Linked DNA regions of Sus scrofa: region 2 is linked to region 1. A link is a contact called in public Hi-C data. All regions are on one chromosome and are shown on one strand. The core of a region is the stretch at or near the end of the contact, and the rest is flanking DNA. Distances in the headings are between cores, read along the strand shown.

Region 1 (5,355 bases), core at 1,803-4,302:
TAATCACAAGTGAGAACATTACACAACATGGAACAAAATTACCTAGGCTTAGGTTGGTTTGGTGAAAATAAAAACTATGTGTTAAAATATTATTCCTCATGTGCTCCCAAAGAACACAGTGTTTTAAATATTTCCAGATAGGACTAAGAGTTTACAACAAACAAATGTCCTACAATTACCTGAATTACAACTATTGCTAAAAAACAAAACAAAATGAAAAGTAATGGAGAATATAATTGTGATGGGAAAACAGCAAATTTGAATTGTTAGCATAACATCCAAAACACAGAGCTGAGCTACCATTATAGTTAAAGGCAGTCAAGATAGCAGAAAGCTTGCAAGAGCAGGAAAATCCACACGGGGAAATAATTGCAAATAGCAGTCTGAAATTGCACTTATCTCTGGTTTTAGGGGGAAAAATGAACATAAAATCAAAGTAATTGATTTCTAAAGTGAAAAATTCAGTAATCTCAAATATCAGATGATGAAAAAAATCGGGTTTTGGTGCTTTCACTGACTTTTTTTAATCTACATCTTTACACAGTCTCCAAACCAAGCATAATATAAATATGGCAATTTTGTTAATTTTATAGAAAAATCATACTCTTTTTTTGCACTGGTAATTTAAAATAAACTGAATAGAAAAATCACTTGAGTGAGAGAGAGAGAACCCTCAAAGTACAGGGCAAAACAAAGCACATGGCCATAAAAATTGAGGGTAGAGTTAGTAGCACAATTGTAGAATTTGTCTTCAAGCCAAGGGCATGCTCTGAGATAAGAGCTTTGAATCCTCTCTCTCCACCCCAGTTCCCTCCTACTGACCATGAAGCCTGGCCCCTTGGCTATCTACAGTTTGTTAGTTCCCACTTCCCCCTGTTTCTATGCCACAGCTTCCGATGTTCCCATTGCTCCCACTGCTCTGGAGCCTACAAAGCCAGGGGTACAGGGCACAGTGAGAGTTTGACTCAGGATTTAGCAATACAGAAGACCTCTGGCTAACTAGTAGGCACTCCCTCAGGAAGATTGTAAAGACTTAGGAACCTCTAGGGAGAACTATTTCGGTGGGGGGAAGCAAGGACAATGAAACTGACATAGGAACAAAGCCTAGGTAGTAGCTGGGAGAGCAAAGCTTCTAAAATGGGTGACATTTGATGGTAACTACCTCCAATCCAGCCTCGGGGACCCATATAAAGGCTTGACTACAAATAGAAATCTAAAAACTGCAGACCTCTCCAATAGCACCTAACATTAAAGAGAGAAACATTCTCATCCTCTCCACCATCTAGTACTTTCCACCATTCCTCACATAGCATTAAGTTTTTAGACTTCTCTATTTGCTTCTTGCTAGCAGTGTCATTCCCATGGTATAGATTCCTCTAACTAAACCCAATATTCTAGAAATGAGGAATAAAGCAGGACTTCTATAAGCTAGACACTTTTTCTCCATTCATAGAGTACAACATTCCTTTAGCTTTTTTAGTATTGATTTAGAGATTTGAGTAGATATTTATCAGACATCAGTTTAATAAGAACAGCACTAAAATAGGCAATCTGCTATCTTAAACACTGTGAGCCATATTCAGCTCTCTAACGGGAATTAAAATCACCTCAATAGATGGTGATAGATGAATTAATGCATAATCAAGTGCCAAAATGGGCATGGCAAATTCCAAGAGCTTTAGTAGTTCAGAGTCAAGGAGTAGTTATGGCAGACAGGACTTAACAGCTAACATTCATTGTTTATTTGGTGCCAGGTTCTGTACCCATATCCTTTTAGCAGCATGATTTCACTTAATCCTCAAATCAACCCTATGAGTTAGATACTATTATTATCTCCATTTTATAAGCAAGGAAACTAAGGCTTAGAGATGGTAAATAATTTATACAAAAGTACACAATAGTAATTGGGAAGATCTGGTCCTTAAACCCAGACAACCCGACTCCATTCTGCTATGCATTTTCTCCACACAGCTGTGGTGCCTTTGGTTTCTCAGTCATGCCCAAAAAATCAGAGGTGTCTCATTTAGCTTAGTTCATGGTGGCTGCTTTCTGATCTTCAGGGACTTACACTTCTAGGCTCCTTTTTTTATGTGAAGCCAGGCAAAGTGGCTGTAATGAAACAGTCTGAAGCTCTGTCACATCTGAGTCCACCGCATTCATGAGGAACTAGCCCACGCTGACAGGTTAGGGCTCCGTGAAAATGAGCAGCATAAATATCAAAACAACCCATAATAGAAGATTTATGAAAAACATTGATATTATGATCCATTTCTGGTTTGCGGATAGTAACACAGATAATTCAAAGCATTTACATCTTTGTCGCTCAAATAATAAACAAGAGAACAAAAACTGTGCAAGGCACTGTAATAGATGCTATGGGTATTCACTCCAGGGCTTTGGAAAAAATGTCTGTGGATCTTTAGAAGCTTTATGATATACACACTACTGCTTAATATTTTAATTATGACTCAGTTTTTAATTCTAATCACACAAGTCTATAGTGAGAGAGGTCAGTATGGAAAGTACTACATGCCACCAAAAGGAAATACACCTAAAGGAAAAAAGCCTCCATCCAAAATGAGTTGAGGATACTTATGTTAATTGGAAGTTAATAACTCTAGACCTACTATGATCATATTCACAGCCTCAAGACAACAGTGCTATAAGTAATGATAAAATAAAATTCCTTCTACAGCAGTAAAACATTTAGTCTTTTTAATACTGTTCTTGGTTGGGGGGGAGAAAAAATTGTCAACAAACATACGAATAATCTCTATTAAACTACTGAAAAGTGGAAAAAAGCTACCAAGAAAAGTGATTTTCTATCCTTTGTTAAATAACTTAAACATTTATCTAGACAAGTATTACATTTAAGGAGCCAAATTCTGCCTCAAAGGGAACCCAGCTGGCCATGAAATATAATCTCTTTAGCTGGATGAAGGATAAACAAAGTTTAGTCCTTCGTGCAGAACATGCAATGAAGACAGAAAACACCCTGCCCTGGGATTTGTCCAGAGCAGGTGTCAGCAGGCTCTAAGATGGCTGCCAAGTCTTTATTTACTCACTCTCTCATGAACTGGAAGAAGGAAGGATTCTAGTATCTGCAGGTCACTCACACACATATGCCCAGAAGTGGATGCACTTTGAGGCAGCTAGGTTAAATCTATAAGCAAAAACACTGTGAAAAGCACCTAGTTTATGTTTGCTACTCCACCAAAAATGTTGAGGTAGGGCCTCCCCCTCCCCAAGAACCTCTCTTCCTACAATTTCAGTTACTGCTCCTAAAGCTTCTTTAGAGTCCTCAAGAATTTCCTTTCATAATGCAAATACCCTTAAGACAGACCATACGTACATTTATTATTGCAAAAGCCTTAGAGAAGCTGAAAGAGAGCTAACACTCAAGAATAGTTATGATGTTATAATCCAAGGGAAGAACAATTCAGTTCTATGATGTTTTTATCTGGTCCCACTGGTGTGGCTATAGGGAGCAGGGTGACAAGGGAAGGCAAAGAATGCTGTTGGTGGAGAAAGAAAGTAGCTGCTTAGTTTTTTTCTGTTCTATGTTTATCAGTGTTAAGATCTCAGAGGAATGTGTAATAAATCAGCTTTGAGGCTAGAATATCACAATTATATTTTACATGCATTTATACTACTGCGTGGGTCAGTAAACAGGAATAATTGATTTCCGACCAGAAGCAGAGCACTGTATCCAGGATTTATAGGAACAGCAAACAGTATAGTTTGGTTTGCCTCTAGTTTGCTAGAAAACATAATTTTTTACTACTATTTACCTATACACCAGAGCCAAGTGGAGCAATGCAATTAAAGTTTTCTAGGCCATAATGAATAAAAAGAGTGTTACAGGTACTTGGGTCAATTAAAGAAACATTTACTTTTTCTATTTAACTCCTTAATATATATATTTCTTTTCTTTCTTTTTTTTTGTTTGATCCTAAATAAATTTTCTTTAGTCTATATATAAGAACAGAAATAACATATAATATTATATAAGATCGATGACAGAATACTAGAGAACTTTAAAAAGCTTTATAATTTGATAAATCCTGTATAAATAGTAACTCACAGCTACCTTCAGACTCTCTACAATTGAGGGGTTTTAGCCTATTCTCCTAGTTTCTCCGTCTTCCATATCCAACCATATCTGTAAGACATTTTGTTGTTGGTCTTTGCTACCCAATAGCACCTCTTGCTTCTTTAAGTTAAAGTACACAGTTTTCTTTGGCAAACTATATACTTTCCAAATCTCAACCTGTGTATTTTGGGAGGCATGCTATCCTGGTCCCTGATCCATCAGAGCAAGAGATATCTCTATGAGACTGGGTCAGGGACCACATGAACCAATTGGTCCCATTACAATGGCTCCTGGAATTTATGTGAAATTGCCAGGGAAGACACTTTCTTCCATTTCTTCTGGACTTGAACACTGCAGTAGTTAAGCCTAGAGCCAGTGTGAGAATGAAGCCTACACAAGGGAGAGCAGAATGAAGAGATATCGAAAAACTAGGTCCTAATGATATTATTTAAGTCTTGCATTAAACCCCTAGATTTTCTGTTACATGAGCCAATATATTCTTTTTCTTAAGTTATTTGGAGTTAACTTTCCTTTTCTATGTCATCAGAGGAGACCTATCTGGTAGAACAATTTGGTTGCTTATCTTATCCTATGACTATTAGATCCTTTTTATTTCTATTCTCTAATTCAGTATATTAGACATTTAACAAAAATGCCATTTTTTTTTACTAAGACATATCTTTTTCATATTTTGTGCCCAAAGAAACTTTGATGAATAAGTTATGATGCCATTGCCTGTAGGAACTTATCCAAGTAATGGAGTTTCTTATCCAGTTATCCTGGTTTTTTTGCACTGGTCTCACACACTACACATTGCATACTGACTTAAATTCAGGTTTCAAGTTTTCACTCAACCTGCTCTCAAAACAGATACATTATGAAACACCATTGAAATGAAAGATTATTGTGATAGAAGAGGATAAAGATACCTGGCAGAAGTCAAGTAATACAATTGAAGGCACTGGAAATTGCCAAATCTTTTTAACATGCCATCGAATTTTCAAAGCTAGGAGAGATTGGTACAAATAATAGAGGCTTATAAAGAATCATAGTCAGGCCCCCAAATAGTTATCTGTCAAAAATTATTGGCTGACTTTCAAGAGAAGCTATTTAACTTCCTGAAATACTTAACTCAATTAAAGATAAAAAGAAAATATGAGTTTAATCAAACAAGAAATACAGACAAAATCCCAGGGCTCTCCCACATTATAGTACCAATGTATCAATCTTAAATATATTAAAGTTAGTATCCTAGAAAGTGT
Region 2 (5,355 bases), core at 2,064-4,563, 240 kb after region 1:
TTAAGTGGCTAAAATGATCAAGTACTAAGTCCAGTTAATATCTGACAACTGAAAACTTTATTTTCTTAAAAATAAATTTTTCCTACTATACTAAAATTTAAAAGAAATACATGTGGTAAATCAGCAGATTCATAGATCCATAGCAAATTGTCATTTAAAATAGATAAAATGTTCAACCAGAAAGTCCAGTTATTATCTGACAAGTGAAAATGCCACTTTTTTGAGCTATAATTTTCCCACCACCCTAGAAATTAAGTGAAATGTATAAGGTAAGTCAACAGCTTCACAGATACCATGGTAAATTGTCTTAAATAAGTAAAATGTCCAGTTAGAAACTCTAGCTATTATTTGACAAGTGAAAATCCCATTTTATTTTGAAATACAATTTTCCCACCACACTAGAAGTTAAATACAGGTGGTAAATCAGCAGCTTTATAGATCCACAGCAAATTCTCATAATAATGGATTAAAATGTTCAAATACAATGCCCAGTTATTATTTGATAAGCTAAATAATGTACATTAGCACCTCTTTTTGCTTTGTGTGTAACCTTGTGCAAAACAAATAAGAAACGGTCAACTCCGGGACCAAATATCCAAGAAAATTCAAGATTCACTTATGATATCAAATGTCAAAAAAGTATTTAAAATTCTCATCTATTAATTTGGGGGGGGTGGTTTTAATGTTTTAGGTAATACAAAAATGTTATCTCAAGTATTTAATCTGTTGACATTGTATTTTTGTTTTTATTTTATTTTGTTGTTTCAGATTTTAAAGTTTTATCAAAACTACCTATCAACTGACATTGTTTTTTCTTAGAAAAATCTATTTCTAAGCAAAGTAAAAATTACTTCTTATGTAGAATAACACAAAGAAATGTACCAAATGTTTACTACGTGAATTTTAGGATAGTGAGATAAGAGAAAACTCTCAATTCTTTGGTTTTAAATATTTATGCACTAATGTTGTTCACCTAACATTTTGATTAGAAAAAGTAATATTATTTCTTTTTTAAAAAGAATTATATATATATGCATATATATATATACATTTGCATTATATATATCTGCAGACATATATGTCATTTTGATAGTTAAGACTCCTTGGATAAAAAATAATGGAGGAAATTAATTTGATACTATTTTTAATTTTTTAGAAATTACCATGTGTAACTCTATGAAAAATACCTATCACTTAGGCACATATACAAGCATAGAGAAAGTACAGTCCGTAATGTTTACTGGGGTCATGGCAGGCTGAAGACGCTACACGTGATCTTGATTTTCTTTATTTTTTCCCCAGTTTTCTGGAGTTTTTTCCCCTGAATTTTGTACAATGAAAAGGAATTACTTTTATTCTGATAAGAGTAATAATACTAAATCTGTTTTTGTTCTTTCTGTGTACCTTCCCACCTCAAAAATCCTGGCTAACAATTTGATAGAAAATTCAACTAGGTTCAAACTTATTCAAACTTTAAAAGTCTTAGGATAGATTTTTAAACCTAAGTTTTCTCTATCATCTGTACTGTTTTTAATCTCATTTTTTTGAAAAAAGAATGTCTATCAGTTAACAAACAACTAGATGAAGTAACGTCCTTGGATTAAAAAAAATGCTAAGAATTTGACAGTCCGGCGGTCACCAGACAGTGCTCTGGCAAAGACAGGAATTTCTGAAATTATTCTATATTGCAGAAAAGAGTAAACATCCTAAACATTAAAAGGCACTAGGCACTTCTAAACAATATAATTATGATCACCCAACTTCCTAGAAAAATTATACTTCAGTGTTGGAAATCTGCACTTCACTTATTCATATATTTTATGGTCAACATCTATTTCTGATAAAAAACAGAATCTCAGTAAATGTGCTCCAGTTTATTTAGGCCAGAAAGGCTCACTTAAGGTGAGATGCCTGCCATCCTATTATCCACAATGGGTCAAATTCTCTTTTATCCTCTACGTATAAAATAATCTGCAGCTAGTGTTATTGAAATATGCTCAAATTTAGCCTTCAAATACAAATGTGTCTCATCTGTGTTCTTATCAGAAACCTCACTCAGTTGTAGACAATTGGTTTTTCACTTAAAACTTCTTTTACTAAGATAAATAGCAGATTGTCCCTTTTCTCAGTGCCTAACACTTTGAGGCGATTAGGAAGTCCACGTTAAGCGTTTGTTTGTTTGTTTGTTTAAAGCATCCTTCCTCATCTGTATTTGAGAGTGGTAACCCACTGCAATTTTCTCATTTTCTCTAACGTAAAATATATGTTTATATGTATAAATATACACAAATATTTGTGGCCGGCAACACACTTTAAAGGATTAAACGTGAGGACCGTGACTAAATGTATTCATTCACCCTACAGGATTCAGAAAAATATAACATTGCAGAGAGATCTAGGTCTCTGCGTAAACCTCGTAATCACCAAGAGGCCGTAGCCGGGAGGCTCCGAAGCCCGCCAAATACATTGGAGGCATCCACAGCTGTTTTTAATTGTTTTTGCTTTCTTCAAATAGTGCACTTGGTAGGGTCCCTGGCCCCCAACCGGGGTTAACCCTAACCTGAAAGCCCTATTTAGCTCCTAATTTATCATGATTCCGTTTCCCCACTCCGTAAAACCTAAGGAAAACGAGATTTCCATCGCCGAAAAATTCGCTTAGGAAAAGGGGAAAATTAGGCGTTTCAAAATGCACATTTTTTGTGTTCTCTCCAGATCACATTCAAGAAAAGGGGAAAAAAAGATGTGTCTCTGTAGAAGGGGGCGCAGCTTGACACCCATTTTCTATGGCTCGTCTACCGGCCGCAGAACCCCATTATTGGGGTAACGCCCCCCCCCCAAATGGGCAACGACCCCCTGCTCTTTGAGGAAGAGATCAGGAGAGGTCCACCAGCAGGGCTGCTGGAGAGCGGAGGGGGCGAGTGGGAATGGAAATTGGAGACGGAATTCCAGCGCCTCTGGGCAGGGAGGGGCCCGCGGGGGCGCGGAGAAAAAAGGCCAGGGGTCAAGCCTGGTAAGGGCCGCAAAGGGCCCAGGAAGTGGGGTATGGGGAGTCCTGATGGAGGGGTACCTTGGGGACTCCACAGAAGGGGGGCTGGTGCCCAGAAAAGGCACCTGGGTACCCAAAACCCGGGAGGGGGATGGGGAGGCGAAGGCCTGTTGGCCCCAGGACCTCCCATCGCGCGCACACCACTAACCTGTCAGCAAGAAGGTGCCAGTGGTCGCGGGGCTCATCCTGGGTGTCCCCCGACCCTGTCCCGTCCAAGCACAAGGGTCTCCCAGCTCCCACCACCGGGGCAATTGCTTTCTTGGCCTGGCTAGGCCGGCCGTCCTCGATTCTCCCCTCCCCTCCCTTTCTTCTTTCCTCCCAGCTTGGCCAGTTCAGCATCAGCATCCTGCACCCCCTCCTTAATCCCGTACTCCCTCTAGCGGCGGGCCGGTGTAGCGTGGCCATCGCCCCCACCCCCTTTTCCCCCATCCCCCTATCCCCTCCGCCCCCGCTCCCCCCTCTCCGCCCCCCTAACCCGCGGAGCACGCTGGGATTTGGCGCCCCCCTCCTCGGTTCTGCCTATATAAGGCTCACAGTCGGCACTCCCGGTACACGCGCTTCAACTTCGGTTGGTGTGTGTCGAAGAAACCTGACTACGACCTGAGGAGACCAGCGAAGAGGGACCACCGAGCCTCGCGAAAGGTCCGCTGAGCGGGCTCGCGTCCGGAGCCACTCCGGGCTGCTGAGCACCCAGCGGAGCCCACGCCTGGCGCAGGTGTGGGACCCCGTCCTTCCTGTCTTCGCAGAGGAGTCCTCGCGTGGTGAGTATGCGGTGAGGATGTTTCTTTTTTTTTAAGATCACATTCATTCCCTGTTATTATCAGGAGCTGCGGGAGATAAAGTAGCGCCCGAAAGTCTCCACGCACACCTTGTCACGCCTTCACTGGCTGTGCCCCAAAACTGCTTGGAGAAACCAAGCCTTCAGGGCTTTGATTCCCAGAACCCAAGTCCAGATGCGGGCTGTAGACAGATATGAGCTGCGGACAAACATGAGCTGCAGACGGACATGAGCTACAGACCAATTTGCAAACGTGCCGCAAAGTGGTATGCGCTACAAACTAATTGGCGCTTCAATTCGCTACAAACTGATAAGCGCTTCAAATGCGCTGCAGACTGATGAGCGCTGCAGATGCGCTACAGACTGATAGGCGCTTCAAATGAGCTACAAGCTGATGGGCGCTTCAATGTGCTGCCAACTGATGGGCACTTCATTGCGTGAAAACCAGTATCAACTGCGGTGATATATGAACTGCAGACTAATGAATGATTTGCGCTTTAAATGCGCTACAATATCTGAGCTGCAGAAGATTAGCACTACAAATATGATATTACCACTACAACAGCGCTTCATTGCGCTGTAGGACACAGGAACCACAGAGGTACATGAGCTACGGAACGATTTACACCTAAAATGCGCTACAAAATAGTAACAGCTGCAGAGGTACGCGAGCTGCGCTGTTTTGCGCTACAAAGAAACCAGCTGAAGCGAACATGAGCTGAAGAGTAAGATTACTCTTCTTAGAGGAACCCCACCCTTTGTCTCTAACACACCTTTTGGAATGGCTCCCACTATGTTTTTCTACAGGATGGTTCTCTGCGTGATGGTGCTGTTAGACAAAATGGAGCCCTGGGCAAAAATTAGTGTTTAACATTCTGCCCACACCACTCCTGCTATGGTAGTGAAGTGGAGGGACGCTGACTTGAGCGCAAAAGGGAATCTTTTGGTGGTGGCAGAGCAGGCTGCCTTGCCTAGTAGCGCTTGATTGAAGTGGCAGTGTAGTTGTAGTGGTGGCCCGAACTGGCGTCCAGCAACAGTTTGTGGCTGTTGGTTTGCTTAGTCTTGGAAGGGGAGGAGGTTGGATCTGCGGGTGATTGCTCTTGTTGCATGAAATGAATCTGGCTGTTGGAGGCTGGTGGGAGGGGTTCTGGGAGGGGGGATCCTGGGAGAGGCGTGCAGCCAGTCTCAGACATGCCCCGCCCATTCTAGCGAGCCTTCTCTGCAGTATCTGCTCTGAGCAGGTTTAGCGCCTCCCAGCGCCTACTTAGAGTGCGCCTCCTTTGCAGCGCGCCTTCCCAGAGCGCGCCTTCCCAGAGCGCGCCTTCCCAGAGCGCGCCTTCCCAGAGCGCGCCTTCTAGACCCTGCCTCCCCAGGCCCCGCCTCCCCCTAAGCCTGCCTCCTCTGAGGTAGTTCCCGTAGACCCTGCCTCCCACATGCCCCCCCTTCTTGGGTGGCTCCCCCAAACCCCACCTCTCTCTGAGCCTGCCCTCTTTGCGGTGGCTTACCCAGGCCCCGCCTCTTAAAGCTTGGC

What was found. Hi-C and Micro-C count contacts between places; a contact is called where the count stands out from the background.
Region 2: a Hi-C map of fetal skeletal muscle shows a contact between it and region 1, with 2.0 times the contacts expected there. The contact joins the promoter of SGCE here to the enhancer-like site in region 1. A contact is called at or near these places in 1 of 5 promoter capture datasets (liver) and 7 of 47 Hi-C or Micro-C datasets (embryonic fibroblasts, fetal skeletal muscle, fibroblasts and 1 more).

What each region holds. Positions count from the first base shown.
Region 1 is chr9:74,228,764-74,234,118 of Sscrofa11.1, forward strand. No RefSeq gene overlaps it. Among named protein-coding and RNA genes, the nearest start is that of CASD1, 45 kb to the right of the region's middle. Within about 2 kb of position 3,053, at least 2 of the 83 cell types and tissues checked have an H3K27ac peak or open chromatin away from gene starts, as enhancers often do. A contact at or near this core is called in fetal skeletal muscle, where this site is marked.
Region 2 is chr9:74,470,511-74,475,865 of Sscrofa11.1, forward strand. It overlaps SGCE (sarcoglycan, epsilon), which reads right to left and starts at 3,314. Exons shown (of 11, transcript NM_001144124.1): 1 at 3,195-3,314. The coding sequence starts at 3,231. It overlaps PEG10 (paternally expressed 10), which reads left to right and starts at 3,611. Exons shown (of 2, transcript NM_001302463.1): 1 at 3,611-3,807.